Regions from separate parts of the Ovis aries genome. Here region 2 is linked to region 1. A link is a contact called in public Hi-C data. All regions are on one chromosome and are shown on one strand. The core of a region is the stretch at or near the end of the contact, and the rest is flanking DNA. Distances in the headings are between cores, read along the strand shown. Region 1 holds the start of MECOM (MDS1 and EVI1 complex locus). Region 2 overlaps MECOM (MDS1 and EVI1 complex locus).

Evidence for each region. Hi-C and Micro-C count contacts between places; a contact is called where the count stands out from the background.
Region 2: a Hi-C map of tail adipose tissue shows a contact between it and region 1, with 5 times the contacts expected there. The contact joins the enhancer-like site here to the promoter of MECOM in region 1. A contact is called at or near these places in 5 of 16 Hi-C or Micro-C datasets (hypothalamus, muscle, omental adipose tissue and 1 more).

Annotation. Positions count from the first base shown.
Region 1 is chr1:218,362,140-218,370,064 of ARS-UI_Ramb_v3.0, forward strand. It overlaps MECOM (MDS1 and EVI1 complex locus), which reads left to right and starts at 3,969. Exons shown (of 15, transcript XM_060394109.1): 1 at 3,969-4,311. The coding sequence starts at 4,275. LOC121816976 reads right to left here. Exons shown (of 3, transcript XR_009595139.1): 1 at 4,250-7,925; 2 at 3,058-3,120; 3 at 497-645.
Region 2 is chr1:218,657,226-218,665,150 of ARS-UI_Ramb_v3.0, forward strand. All of the region lies in intron 1 of MECOM (MDS1 and EVI1 complex locus), which reads left to right. Among named protein-coding and RNA genes, the nearest start is that of MECOM, 300 kb to the left of the region's middle. Within about 2 kb of position 4,781, at least 11 of the 54 cell types and tissues checked have an H3K27ac peak or open chromatin away from gene starts, as enhancers often do. A contact at or near this core is called in tail adipose tissue, where this site is marked.

The DNA of each region.
Region 1 (7,925 bases), core at 2,719-5,218:
ATAGCCGAAGGGGGCTAGATAGATCTCCCTGCCTCTTTCTTTTATTGCCACTCCACGCCACGGAGGTCAGCGTATAATAATAAAGTGTGTATTTTGAAAGCGATCTCAAGAACAGTGAGTTATTGCAATGAATGAAAATTGTTTCCATTTTGGCTAATTGAGCTGGTGGCCGAAAGCTAGAGCTCTGAGACTAAATAAAGAGGACTGTTTCATTTCAACATGAAGAAACCCCTGCCTAGCTCTGGTCACCCAGCGAGAGTTTAATTTCTTAACAGCCAACCTGAAACCCAGCGTTGGGTAAACAGTATTAATAATTGCATTACAATGATTAAATTAATCTTGCTGGTAGCCAGCAGAATATAGGTTGTGATTGAATAGCAAGATGTAAAGTTCACTGCACAAAGACAATAGGCCAAGAAATAGCTCCTTAAAGAATTCAAACTTTTTTTCAAAGATACCGTGGGGCTGGTTCAATTATAATGCGAGGAAAGGAAAATTTCCTGTTGCATGTAATTTATTGAAAATCGGTTCTTTGCTGTTTCTAGCCTTAACTAAAGAAACATAGCTGGAAAAGAGATATGCTTGTCCTGTTCTCTTCTTCAACGACCCATCTTTCCTCCAGCTCCCAGCTCGTGTTCTCTGCTTCTGTTATAGAAAAAAAAATCCGAAAGAAAAAAAAAAACCACGACAGTAATAAAACAAGCAAATCCAAACAGCCCGTAAACTCATCGACTTTCCAAGGACGCACTGTTTCCAGGATGCCCGTTTCCGTGGGAGGAAACGCAAGAAAACCTGGGACCCAGTCTACTGCCCCTTAAGGAAACGAATTTCAGGAGGAGAGGGAAAGGCGGACGGTGCGGATGCAGGCAGCGACTGCAGCTCCAACAACTTGTTGGAGGCCTCTTTTCTCTTGGGCCAGCAACAGCTTAGACGGGACGTCAAAGGGTGTCGGGAACCTCAGGGGCCGCTGAACAGAAAGTCACCTGTTGGGTCTCACGGCTGAGACTTGGGTCAGGTGGACCTGACGGGGTCCTGGTACGGGGGAGTGGGAACCCGCCAGGGTTGGCGCTCAGGGGGTAGTGGCGCTGCAGGCGGTGAGCGCGGTCCGTGGCTGCTGGCATTTGCTCCATCAGGTTAAACACACTTGAACTAGCACGTCAGTTCTTTTATTAACACTCAGGGCAGAAAGCACATGATAAAAGAAAGAAATAAAAAGAAAAAGAAAAGAAATCCAGTTTTCAGGTTTGAAAACAAAAGCGATGATTCTGTGAGTACTTTTATTAAACAACATCCACAAGTATGATGCCTGATTTTTTCACAGTGCTTTGGCCCAAGGACACAGAGGAGTTTGTGTTTATTTTTTCAGTTAGAATATGTTGGCTTCACTCCTGTCGGAAACTCTCGGAAAGACCAGGCTGAAGACCCATGCGCTGAAGCCACCGTGACCCCAGGGATTTGAAAAATCAGGAGGGGTGTGTGCCCTGGCCATGCCTCACTCCCCACACCCCCTGCCCTCTAGAAAGGCTTTCAGGACAGAGATCTCTAAAGTTGGGGGGAAATCAGTTTTGAATTTCTTTAGCTTTCCGTATCCCACCCAATTCTCACAGCCCCCACCCCAACCCCTGGTCCGCCACTGTGGTTTATAATTTTTCAGCAGAAACAAGGGCTGCAGCTTCACATGTGGGTCTTGTTTTTACTTGGGTTTGATTCCATGGTCCCTTCATTTTCTATAAAATTGCCCATCACTTCTCTTAACCCCCTTTCTGCAACGGGACCCAAATATAGACGTCCACCCCCACCCAGGGCATGAGATAAAAGGAATTAAGTAGAATAGTACAAGGGGCAATATTAACTTCTTTTATTTATTTTTTAAGTTCCCCAGAGTGAGAAGGTGAAATGAAACCTCTCAGGCAGAGCCTCCTCATGTCCAGGTGCTCTTAAACGTCCTTGGTGAACTCTACCATCCTTCCTGAAGGTCAAAGACCTTTAGGTTTGGATAGCTGGGAGGGGCTTGGTCCTCTGGACTGCCTCTCTATCCTCTGGCCTAGGTGAGGGTCCCCAGAGAGTCCTTTAAACTGATCAGAAGCTGTATCTATGCACTTCTAGCCAGTCAGTCTAGTGCGTTTCTCTCCCTAGAGATTTTACTTTCTTTGGTGAAAGCTCTCAACTCCCATTTCTCCTTTTCCTCTGAGGACCTTTTCTGGTTGGAGGGAAGGCTTGCCTTCATGTACACTGAGGGAAACTAGTGAACTCAGTCATAGACTTCCGGCATTGACATTCAGAATGCTGAAGTGCTTGGTCATTTTGCACCGGCCAAATGTATGAGCACACCACCTGTATGCAGAGAGCAATAGTAGTTGTAGAAGGAATGGAAACACCCCCACCCAAACTTGCCTCTTTACTTCAGAGGGGATGAAAGAGTTCTCTTGTACCCATGTGTGTGGGCACCAGAGTCTTCTCTTTTGGAAACTGTTTTACTCCTACCCTGTGTAATTTTTTCATCACCCTGTTCCATCTCCCCCTCCCCTACCTCACATTTCAACATTACACATCTGTCTCCCTTGGGTCTTGTAGCTTGCTTCTCCAGGGACCTGTACTGACAGCCAAATGCTCCCAGAATTACACAGCTCTGGACAAACAGAAGTGATGGGCATCCTTGCCAAGCTGAATATTTCACATTTCAATTTTCTGGAATAAAGATATTTGCGAGCCATTGATGGATAGTCCCATTTGGGGTTGAACCTTGCTATTTGTTCCTAGTTTTGACAATAAATGACAACAGGTAGAGTTGGGCATTCTCTGTTATCTTCCTTCCCCTACCGTGCCTTAAACTCATGCCCAGAACCTGCTATTCTTTTCTCTTTCCTTTAACTTGAACATCAAGGATGTATCACTGTAGCACAGAGAAAAAAATTGTGATTTTCTTTTACGGTGTCTGGCAGGATTTGCAACAGATATTAATGGGGACATAAATAGCTCATGGAAGATATTGAACAAAACTAAGGTAAGGAGGCTGTACCAAAAGAAAATCCACACTTACTCGGGATTTATTCATACCTTAAACACAGCTAGCTCCTTTAAGAGGTCCCCATTTCTGCGTGCCCACTTCTTTGGTAAATCCTGTAATTAAAAGCAAAATTTCAATAATGTATTTTTTTAAAAGTGGTGGTGATGGGGGAATCTCTCTCCTACCTCTTCTTTATGACCCGGGAGGTCGTGGGTTTAAGCGAATGAGTGAAATGGCAGACAGGCTGAGCTGCAGCAGGAGGCGACAGGGGCAGCGGTGGGGGAGGCCGGAAGGTGACAGCCGACCTCAGGGAAGGCAAAAAGAAGGTCTTGGATGTCAAATGCCCAAGGTTCCCGGACCTGGGAATCAAGGGTGATCATTATTACTTGGTGGGAATAGACCAGCAACTGACATGTTCCAAGGATGGCAGGAAGTATTAGCATTACACCTAAAATCAAGGAAGAAGCAGTTATTTATTCTGCTTTCAGCTCTGAAAGCAGAAGCCGCAATAGCTTCAGTAGCAGTAGTAGCCGCCGCAGATTTCCCGAAGTTCAGGATGATTCTCACTTTCTCCTGGATCGCTCTCCGAGAGTCCGGTCCTTCTAGTTCTTTAGTGTGGGAAACATTTTTAGAAGTCCCCTCCCCTCCCCCTACTCCTTGCTTTCCCCCAAGGACCGTACAGAAAATGTCCTGCAATTTATGGTGGGAAAAACAATAATGTTAATGATACAGGCTTATTGGTAATTTCAACATGAAATCAATCCTTTGCCCGAGCCTTTTCGTTCCTTTTTTTTTTTTTTCTTTTTCTGGGCGAGGTGTCTGCTCCCCTCCGACTCCCTGCGCTCGTTCCCCGCCCCCCGCCGCCCTCCCCATGGCTCCCTTTCTCCGCCTCCTCGGCGATTGCCATCTGACAAGATCTCCAAATCAAAGTGATAAATCGCTCCAAACTTTTTTTGGCGGCGCTGAGATGTTGGAGGGGCGTCTAGCGCGCATGTGCGAAGGTGTCCAAACTGACAATGCTGGAGAGATAGCGAGTGTGGATTGAGAGAAAGGGAGAGAGGGAGGGAGAGAGAGTGAAAGAGGGAAAGACAGAGAGTGAGTGTGTGTAAGAGAGAGAGAGTGTGTGTGAGTGTGTGTGTGTAAGAGAGAGAGAGAGAGAGGGAGAGAGAGAGGAGAGGGAGGGAGCGAGAGGGAGAGCAAAAGAAGGAAAAGATCCAAGAAAAAAAAACCCCAACCACACACCAGCGGCTGCAGGACTGGGCACAGCATGAGATCCAAAGGCAGGGCAAGGAAACTGGCCACAAGTAGGTGCAATATCCCTTTTCTATTGGATTTCCCCCTCCTCTGCCATCTTGCATATCTGTCTACAGCGCTCCGGGAGGGAGAGCGGGGCTGCCTCTCGCGCCGGGGCCCCGGGTGGAGGGCAGGCGCAGAGCAGCTCCAGCAACCTGCCAGTCTCAGCCTCCGCGCCGGCTGCCCGCGCTCTAGCTCCTTGTTTGGGCGCCAGAGGAGCCGGGGCAACCCTCGAGCCCAGTGCGCGGGCCAGCTGTGGCAACCCCGGGGTGGGGGTGGGGGTGGGGGCAGCAAAGACCTGGGTGGGAGGGAGGAGAGAGAGCGAGAGCGAGCGGGAAGGGGTGGGGTGGGTGGGGGGGGGGGGGGGGAGAGGAGATGCGAGAGTCTCCCCCTCCCCTCTCCTTCCCCCCAGGCGGAGGAGAGTTGCCTCTGGCCAACCAGCTAGTCCCGGGTGTGGGAGGGGGAGTGGGGGATCGAGGGGGGGGCATCGGGCTGGGGAAAGAAGACTTTTTCGCGCCTCGGTTTGTTTCTGGGGTTTGGGGTGGGTGGAAGGCTCGGAGGGAGCTACAGTGGCGGCAGCGGCGGCGGGCAGCCGTGGTGGAGTTGGGAAAAGTTGCGAGGCGGCCGCTGGAAGTTGCGCGGGCTGGCGGGCTGCGCCGAGCGGCTGTTGCGGTAGTGGGCGCTGTGCGCTCTGCCGTGTTCTCCAGCGTGCGCGGCGCGGCGGGAGGACTGGGGTGGGGAGTGGGGGAGACGAGGGTGTGTGTGTGTGTGTGTGGTGGCGAGGGGGGGCGGTGGCGCGGGCAGAGCCGAGCTACCAGCTCCGCCGAGCCGCGGGCAGGTGGGGAGAGAAGAGGCCCCGCGAGCGCCTGGAGAGCGCGGAGTAGAGGGCGCGCAGCCAGCGGCGACAGCAGTCGAGGAGAAGGAGGCCGAAAGGGCGCGCTCCGGCCTGCGAGCTCCAGGATGGCAGGGCGCCGAGTGACCCCCAGGGGGCGGGCTGCGGGGACACTGGGCTCGGAGAGGGCGCGGCGGAGCCTCCCGCGCTGTTTCTGGACGCAGCCGAGGTCTTGGGTCACTAACCCTCCCCGGCGCCCCCTGCCTGCCCGGCGTGGAGCGGCCTTGGTCACGCGGGAAGAGGGCGATTGAGTTCGGGGCAGGGGCGACGGGACTCCCATCCCCCATGCTTCTCGCCGAAGTGTTGGGTGGCTTCGGCCGGCATTGCCTGCAGAGCCGAGACTGTCCGGGAAATCGGTAGCATCAGCCGGGAGTATAGGCGACGGGACTGGATTTGTCCAAATGCTTCTACGTCGAGTCTAAGGGGACCCGGCGGTGCCGAGTCCCGGAGCGATCCGGGGAGTTCAAAGCGCTCCTCCGCAAGGTGTCAGCACGCGGGGCTGCAGCAGCCTCGGCAAAGCACAGGCCGCTGTTCGCTCTCCCTCTCGCTGAAAACATAATTCTCTTGTTTTGCGTGTGGGTCAGAGAACGTAGAGATAGGGTGGTGGGTAGGATGCTTCTCCTAAGTGAACCCCTAGTCTCCCCCACCCCTGCATATTAAAGCCAAGTAAAGCCCCGAGCCTTCCCGCCTTTGGTGTCTCCGCCGCAGCCGCGCGTAGGGCAGCGGCACCTCGGGCGGCTTGGTTTCTTTGGTGGTGAGAATCCGCGGTCTAGCCCAGCGAGATGCTGTCATCTTAGGCGCCTTTCCAGTGCTTCTTTCAGTCCTCACCCAAGCACTCCCTCTCGCCCAAATATGTTTCCTTTCGGTCTGGTCTCAGGGATCAAGCTATATATAGGAGTCCTTGGGCCATCAGTCCATTTGTTTCTCTTTTGGATATTGTTCATTTTACTTAGCTGCGACAGTGTCAAAGCGCGCCCGTGGAACTCCTGTTTTTCCTGTTCGCGTTTAATGGGGCCGATGTCTTTATTTTCATCTGAGGAGGAATAAATGTACATATATGCTTGCAGGCCTGTGGGCTTCAATTCCGACTGAAGTTTAGGGGTGTGTGTGTGTGTGTGTGTGTGTGTGTGTGTGGTTGCGCGGACGAAGCGGGGGGTTGAGAGCCGCTTTCAACTCTGCCTAAGTTGTGAAATGAAAGCCGAACCCTTCGCGCGCCTCATTGCCTGGTATCCGCCGAAGTGAAAGCAGAACAAACACAAAACCCTTCAAATTTTCTTGGGCAACTTTTTCAACTATTTTAATTACCAAGTTGTTCGCTGCCGAATTCAAACATTCCCGCACGCACAGCCCACTCAACATCCAGAAACCGAGTCTGGTTTCCTATCTGAGGATACTTGTCATTCATCCAGTGGGAGACCCGTTTATTTTGTGTCTAGTGTTTCTAAGGATGCCGCTGCGGCTTTCTGATAACTAGATGCGAACTCTCACAAACTTTTCTTGCTAAGCCTCAGGTTCCCGCTGGCGCTGCTCCAGCTGTTGCCAACACGGCTGCCTTTCGGACAGCAGCGCTGCTTTAAGCAATTCTTTGGTTCTAATCTGGGTAACGAAGGAAATCATATTAAAACTAAGAATTTTTTGTATCTTGAAGCGCTATTTCCTTCCCCCGCGTAGTGCGTGCGTTTCCGAGCGCAGGGCGGAGATAGTCGCTGACCCCTGCTGTGAAGCCAGCGAAAACTTCGGGGCTGTGTCTGGACCGGGTTTCTTTCTTTTTTCTGGGTTAGGAAGAGGCAGTGTGACCAGCATACTTTAAAAAACAAAACCACCCTTCTTGTTGTAAAAGTAAACACTGCAGTGGAATCAAGTCACTTAGAAACAGTTGTTTCCTCGACTGTTATTCTTCATGTATTTTGTAAATTTCTTTGGCGGCCAAGTCTTGTCGCGATCTTGGCTAAGGTACAGGATTCCAAGGATCCAAACCAGGGACCACAGACCCTGAAAGTACCGCTGAAGTTAAACTCAGAATGAATGCACAGCCTACTTCCCGACTTACAGGGCTTGTTTTTTTCTTACACAATAGTTAAAACCGATACATTCGTTGCAAATCATTTGGGAGGAATAAGCCATTACATTAAAAAAAAAAATAAGAGAAAAGCAAGAAGACTGACATTTGTACCGTCTAAAGATGGTGGCTTTTATTCCCACCTTTAAGAAAAGAAAACTAAAAGCCAAGCAATCTCTGGCAGCCGGGTGAGGCTTCCCAGCCGTTTTCTTGGGCGGCCAGGACAGCACCTGGGCCGTGCCAGAAATGCCAGTTGCAACTGTTTCCTTCTGGTGATGGGGAAGAAGTGAAGTTGGATCTGCCTAGTGCGTCTAGGGCCCGAAAACCGAAGGAACCCCCCCACCCCACTTCTCCAAAGTGACACCCGGCAGGGTTTCAATCACAGCAATGAAAGAGTTGCAACGAATAACCCCCCTTAGCTACCGGGCCACGCAGAAGTCTTGTAAAGACCCAGAAGGCGATGCGATTAGCAAGACCCCGGTGAGGGGAGGGCGGGGGAGGGGGGGCACTTGTTACTTGTACACTTGATCTCGGTTTAAAAAGGCTCTGAAGTAGGTAAGGTAGATGACGACTCTTCCTCTCCTGCTTAAACGCCTCCCCTTAGTAAGCCTAGTACATAAGATGGTAAAGAACCGCAAGCCCAGGTTCCAGCCTCCACTGCCCCATGCCCATCT
Region 2 (7,925 bases), core at 3,531-6,030, 300 kb after region 1:
GTTTCAGGTGTGCTTATTTGATATTTACATGTAATGCAAAATAATCATCACAATAAGTCTAGTTAACATTGTCACCATACATAATTATAAATTCTTTTTTTTTGTAATGAGGACTTTTAAGATTTACTCTTAGCAACTTTCAAGAATGAAATACAGTATTATTAACTATAGTAATAGGGCTTCCCTGATGGCTCAGATGGTAAAGAATCTGTCTGAAATGCAGGAGACCCAGGTTTGATTCCTGGGTCAGGAAGATCCCCTGGAGAAGGGATGATAACCCATTCTAGTATTTTTGCCTGGAGAATTCCATGGACAGAGGAGCCTGGCAGGCTATAGTCCATGGGGTTGCAAAGAGTTAAACATGACTGAGGTGCTAACACACACACATTATTAACTATGCTATTATTAACTAGTCACCATGCTGTACATTGCATCACTGTGATTTATTTATTTTATAACCAGAAATTTGTACCTTTAGACGCCCTTCACCCAGTTCATCGACTTCTGTAGATTGGCCCAGAAGTAGTTACTTATATTCAACTCTTTTACAGTCATCATTCTTCATAATCTCCTTTTAGATCTTGTTTACCACATAGTCATATACCTGTTACCATCTTTGTCTTTATTACTCAACTCTAGGTTTCTTGAGGGCAGAAATTTGATCTTATTCAAGTCTATACATAGCCATAGCAATTTGCACAGTCCTAGGTACAGCATGGTGTCAAATCATTGTTTTGGAATGGGTAAATGACTAAAGTCTGAGAAGCAGCATCTTGGGCAAAGAATATCACCCCTACACTTCAATTATCTAATTCTTCTCCTTATGCTAGAAAAGAGTTTTAATCTGGGCACTTTTGTAGTCTATCACAAAATTTCAATTGGAATGTGCGGTTGAAGCAGTCACACACAACTGGTAAAGTCTGGGACATCTGTTTAATCCTTCACTCTCATAGTTTGGAACCCACCAAAGATTTTGAAAGTCAAATGTATATTTATTCCACAGAGGAAACTTTATCAACCAGTACAAAAGTTTACTGGCACTAGCTGGTGATATAATGGGTAGTTTAAATCCTGCTAACTGCAAATAATTTTTCAACAGTGTTTATGATTGTGGTAGAGTTTAGTGAGGCAGAAGTACAGATAACATAAATATTTCAACAAAAGCCGATTGTACTGGAGCCATAAATAAATTAGACCCAGTTTGTAAATAAATTTAGTTTTTGCCAACAAACATTTATAATCCTCTCTTGCTGCAAATGATAATTTATATAGAAGAGGTCCTGAATGCCTTTCTTTAAAAGTCAGTTCTCATTAGGAGGCAGTGCCTGGTGCCCGTCAAGTGTCTTAGACTGTGTGACTCAATTAGACATGAAGGATACTGTACAGACCACCTAATGCTACTAGTTATTGTACATGTTGATAATGACAATTTCCAGAGATCATACATAGCTTGGGAGTCTATGAAGTTGTCATATTATATCATTCCCTTAAATACGTAGCTTGTGTTACCACTTAACAATGTTGAAGTTACCCCCTCTCAAATCATAAGTGCTATTTAGTGTGTGTATACACTTATGCATGACATAGCTGTTCATATTTTCCCTGAAAACATTTTTTTATTAACGTGTATAATGTTTTCTCAAATTAAAAAAAAAACAAACCTTCACGTTTTTCAATGACATTCCATCCATCCCCACGGTTTTGAATGATTTTACGTTTAATATGATGTAGTGTTGCGAAACTCAATATGGGGGCCTTTAGAGTTTGAAATGGGGGCAGAAAATTGCACTTCTTGGAACCATCTAAACTTATTTTACACCAAAGATGCTGTATTTGCAGTGGGATCAGAGTCCATGCTGAAATCAGCTGAATCAAGGAACTTTCCCCACAGAATCACTTTAAGATCAGAAGTCATTCTTGTCTTTGTTACCAAGCCTTGTGAGAACAAGGATCATTGTTCATTTTCACATAAAGCCTAATTTTGAAACCAACTAAATTTCATTTTGGGGGTACTCTCTGCTCTTTGTCAAACTCAGAGTGTGGTTAGGTTAGGCTTCTATTGCTTGTTCACGTTCCTTTTTATCGGCAAGCCACTGCTACAACTCCCTCTTCTGCCAGACAAGCATAATTATTTTCTTTTCTTTATGTAGGATTCCTGGATATAAGAAAGCTCTTCTGTTTTGTAGCAACAGGGAAGGTTCTGCATCAAGTTAGCTGTGATAATGAATTTGAACTTACATTTCCACTGTTTATTCAATTCTCCGGTACACCTATCTTTGTTTATTATATGGCAGAAAGTGGAGGGCAATCTCATCTACTTTTTGATCTTCATCTTTGCAGGGGTTGTTCTGAATATATTCAGCCAGTTTATATTAGAATTTGGTCTCCTTGCTTCAAAATACATCCCCCACCTTCTTCCTTTAACTTGTAGCTCCTGAGTTTTGGTCTCTCCTTCGGAGGCAAGAAGGATCTCTGCCAAAAGCCACCAAGCCACACTTAGGTAATTATAATAAACAAGTTGGGGCTCTCATTTCACATGCAGAGCTGAATGAAGCAGAGCTGTGGTCAAAGAGATCCCAGTTGCTCCTCTGCTAGCAATGGCACATTAATGCGCTCTCATGCTCCCCTCCCCCACTCCAACACTTTTTTTTCTTTTTTTAAAGGAAGTAAATCAGGTCACTCTTTAGCATGTGAAGGGCTGTAGCTTTCTTCTGAAACCACCATCAACAACATAAACAAATTAGAGGTAGTAAACCACACATTCTGCCCACACATAAACCACAGTCCTCACCAGAGGGCAGTCTACTTAATGTGAGAATAACAGCCCAGTTTTATAAGCCTCTACTGGGAATAAATTCCAGTTTCACTGGTTAGAACAAAGTTGGGCAGCCAGAGTGTAGGCTCTCCTAGGTTACATCTTGGGAGAGACCGAAGTGGAGAGACCAGGAAATATATTTTATAAGCTTCTGGTACACCAAACTTGGACCATTCTTTGGTTTTCATTATGTAGAACTGGGACTGCTTGAGTGGAATGGACCTGGGGCTGAACTTGTCCAATGTGCTTATTTTATGAAAGGGGAATCAGAGACCCCTCAAAAGCTATGACTCTCAAGCGCTCAAGGTTACTCTGGGCAGGGAAGACATATTGCTGAATCCAGACCTCCACATCTGGGCATGTACCATTCCTGCTTTTCCTGAGTGCAAATGGCATAGTTTACAACCGCCAACTTGACCCATACAGGAGTTATAAAATATTCCCTATACCTTCCTGATGCTGATACGCTTCCTTTCCTGACAATGGTGAGTCCTCAACTAATGTGTCCAGCCCTAAACTAATGTGTTCCGTCATCAGTAAATTCCTGCCTGTGATAGTCTTTTCTTAAATACCTGTTTAAACAGTAATTTAGATAAGAGTGTCCCATTTGTGTGCAACAGGAAATGCCTGCCTTCTTTTAGATATGCTGGCAAATAATTACTGTAGATATGGCTTGAATACTGAAAGGCTGTACTCTGGTCATTTCAGACTGCCTGAGAGCAACCACCCAGTCTGCTGCAACATAATTTCAGGGCATTTCTATTTTACTCTAAATGAATCTGAAGGAAAATCACTTGGGGGATATAAAAAGCTTAGGAGAAAAGCCATCAGGTCAAAGGTTGCCTAAAGACTCTAAAAAATTTGTCTTACTAGAAGGGAGTCACGGCACAAAGTTATAACGTAAGAGAAACCATATCTGATATGTGATAAGTCTGTTCTTACCTGGTCATTCCAGTGGGTATTGGAGATCCTGTCTCCCTTAACAACAGAATGAGCCAAACATTAACCAGGTCGTGTTTTTCCTTGGAGTAGTACCCATACAGCTTTAATGTCTTTATTTTAGCTGTTTTAGATCTGTAAGTAGATACCAGAGGGTTTCTTTATTGGTGCCTCAACTGTGAATTTTCTGGCAATTTCTTTCCATAACCCATTTTAAAAAGCTTAGTTTCATCTCTGATGAGGAACTTTTGGAAGCGGTCAAACTCATTTCATAAGAACTTAGAAGCTACCAGTTAAATTCACAAAACATACTTCTTTAGTGAAATGTCTGTGAAATTTTGAGAAGAGTGGAGAAACTCTTAACCAGAGTTAAAACTCCAGGATAAGTGAGAGGTATGCTGCAATCCAATGAAGAAGACAAACGTTTGTTCACTGATTTGGTCCTTTACTTTCAACCCCTGTGGTATTTTTTGCCATCTTCCTTGCTTGCCTCCCAACACTCTTTAATACTTTTAGGGTCTTTTTGACAGCACATACATAAAATATTTTTAGAAAACCCTGGAGGAAAAAATTCCACAAGGAAGAAATGGAATACTCTGGTACAAGGAAGTAGCAAATACTAAAGGTGCAAGGAAGTTAGAAGGTAATTAAAAAAAATTCCATGTGCCAAGCCATGTTGATACATTATTTCACAATAAGTAGTGCTCTCTGGAGACACGGATTCTTCAAATGCAGTCCAGTGTTAACAGATTCCGCAATGTCTACTTGTTACTCCTCTTTGGAGGCAGCACATTCTAAAGACCAGTTCCGTCAGCAGCCTCCATCCTATTCATGCTTGCTAGGTCGCTTCAGTCGTGTCTGACTCTTTAAGACACTATGGACAGTAGCCTGTCTGGCTCCTCTGTCCATGGGATTCTCCAGGCAAGCATACTGGAGTGGGTTGCCATGCCCGCCTCCAGGAGATCCTCCTGACCCAGGGATCCAACCCACCTCTCTTGCTGGGATCTTTACCAATAGCGCCACCTGGGAAGCCTATGAGATGCTTCGATTTTCCCAGCCTGTGCCTCTGACCCTTACTACGGTCCTTCACAGCTAGTTTGAGTCAGTTTTCTGGAAATTCGTTTCCCTCACTTTTACTAGTTTCCTTTCTTCCTTTCGTTGGGATCTTAAATTTCATTATCTTGGGGCCATTCTCACAGACTATCCTGCTGGCCGGTGCACAGCCTCCTTCTTTGTTCTGTTTGTGCATCTGGCATGACTTGGGCTCCACCCTTTCCCCAAGCCCAGCACATGGTGATTGGCTGCGTCGCTGGTGCAGAAGAGCTGGCTCCCAGGTCCTCCGCTTCCTCGCCAACAGGCCTGGGTCACCGCTCTGGAATTGTCCTAACAAGGGAAGAAGAGCATGTCCGGTTTGAATTTTGGAAGGAAATTGATGTCTTCCCCCTCCCCTCTCCGCCCCTCCATTAGCAGGCACCGACTCATGGACTCGTGTTCATGCGCTCACGTCCTACCAGGAGGTCCCTGGTGGGGCTTGAGGTTTGGCAGCGCCTGCCTTGCTCGCGGAGCTGGGCACGCATCCGCCGCTTGCAGCCACGTGTAATCCTTCCTGTCTGCTCGCCACTTGGGCACAAAGTCCCAGCGCTCGGGCCCACCCTCTTCTTTAGTAGCAATTAACCTTTACTACAGAGCTTCCTTTGAAGTTTGCTCGTGTTTTTATTACAAAACTGCAATGAGGAACATAATGGGGGGAAATGTCTAAATTTCGGAGTTACCTAATCTGTTCAATTCCCTTGCTGGTCTCCTCCTGGCAGTTGTTTCATGCAGTTATGATCTCAACCAGTCTGCCTGAGATTTCAAACCATGTTTCTGTCTCAGCCTATTTTTAAGATTAGTGAGCTATTACACACATGCACACTGCAAACACACACTGATGTGTCTATTATACGCCTAAGTGTGTACGGCTGAATATATAGAACTTGTTCCTTGTTTAACGTCTAGGGAAATTTTTTTACTTCAGAGACAAGCTAGGTATATGTGCTTTTAATGTTAACTTTAAACTCTTGTTGCTAAATATTTTCTCTCAATGGACTTAGGTGAAGAAGAGTGGAAAATTATTTATGTTAGTATCACGAATGATAATGCTGAGTGATAAGTATTATGACGGGTACTGAATGCTATTAACGGTGAAATTCTGGATTTTGAATGGCATCTGCCCAGAAGATTTGCAGTTAAGCTAGGCAGAGGGGCCAAGTGAAACAAATGGTGAGTTATATAAAACCCACAAAAGAGACGGCATTTTAGGCCAGCCTTGCAAATAAGAACCAAAGAATTATGAGTGAAATGGCATTTTTTTTTTTCCTAGACTGCCGTTCACAGGAGCTCAAATAAATGAAATCATTTTTCTCTGCTTTTCACTCAGCAGTAAATCACTGGTAATCTAAGGTTGGTAGAAAAGCAACTGTGAAGCTCAAAGAAAATACAAGAGAATCTTTTTTTTTTTTTTTTCCTTAGGATGGGTAAGGACTTTCTAAGAAAAATGTAAAAATCACAAAGGAAAAATAGACTTCATTCCGTACAAGTTAAAAATTTTGTACAACACAAGCTCCATTAAAAAACCAAATGATAAGTGATCTACTGGGGATAGTAGCAAAAAGCTATATCAAAGGGCTCATTTCTTTATCATTAGTAAGACAGACCAATAAAAGCCCAATTTCAACTGGACAGAAACAATGAGTAATTTGCAAAAGGGGAAATAGGAATGACAAAATATTTAGTCTTAGTAATCACTGAGATGTGAATTAAAGCAACAATAGATATACAGTCTTTTCTGTTGTATTAATAAATTTTAAAAACAAGACATAATAATAAATACCAGTATGATGGTTTGGAGTATAAATTGGTATCCAGCTCTGAGAAGCAATCTGTCAATACTCAGCTTTCTTTTAGGAATATAACCTAAATAGGGTGAACATAAATATTTATATGAAAAAAATGTTTATTTTAGTGGTATTTATGGTATCAGAAATTTAGAAGCAAGATAAATAAATACTATGAAAATAGTTCATTTATTATGGGTTTATATTATGGAGTATAATACAGCAATTAAAATATAGTTTAATGTTTTTAAAACCATAAGGAAGTGTTCATAATATCAAGTGAGAAAAGTGAAAAAACAAGCTATTCACATATTAGGGCTACAATTTTGAAAAAGCAAACATACTTTAAAACATATCTTTAAAGGAAAAAAAAAGCAAGTTGCCTAAGAGTTAAAGGGAGGACTGGATTTGAACAGCTGGGTTCTAGTCTCAGCTAACTTTGGACATACTGGTTAGCATCCTTGGGTATCAGGTTGCACATTTGCAAAATGGAAGATTATCCTTCTCATCTGTAGTTTTCTCCCTAGATTGTGAGAGAATATAGATACATCTACAGAGATTATTATTATCAGTATTATTTCTGCAATTTCATCTTTGTAGATTCTGATATGTTTTTAAAATGCAACTCTCCTCAGGTGGAAACCTTGGTTAGTTATTCCAAGTCATAGAAATAAATATAATCCAATACAAATGTAGCCTTGGTCTCCAGGGATATTAGAACATTTAAAATTGAATTGAAGAATTTGATTTCCAAGAGCATTTCCCAAGTCATTTGCCTCAAATCCAACAATAAACTTATCTTTCTGTCCTTTTTCGGTTAATGACACACTTAAAGGATGCAAGAAGCAAATTCCAGTAGCAGGCAGTTCAGATCCAAGAAATTACAAGGGTTATTTATCTTTATGGGAGCACTGATGTATATAGCACTTCTTACCTGATACTTACCTATTGTAAATGTGCACAATCTGTCAATCTGATATCTGAGCAATTCTTTAATTAACTGTAGTTACAGCTCAGGAAAAAGATTTACCAATTTTTCCTCAATAACACACATTTAATGGAGATATGATAATTGAGGTAGTTTGTCATTTAGATGAAAGGTTTTAGCGGCGTTTTGGATAGTTCTTGAGTAAGGTACCTGGAGACATTAGTTGATAAACTGCATATGTTGTTAAAAATTTCTTAATGCTAGATGACCCTGAAATATTGTTGCATGTTTTGATACGTAAAACTCAGCAGTTTTATATTTCCATTTTTTTGTCATCACAGCCCTTTTTATATTTAATTCCAGTGAT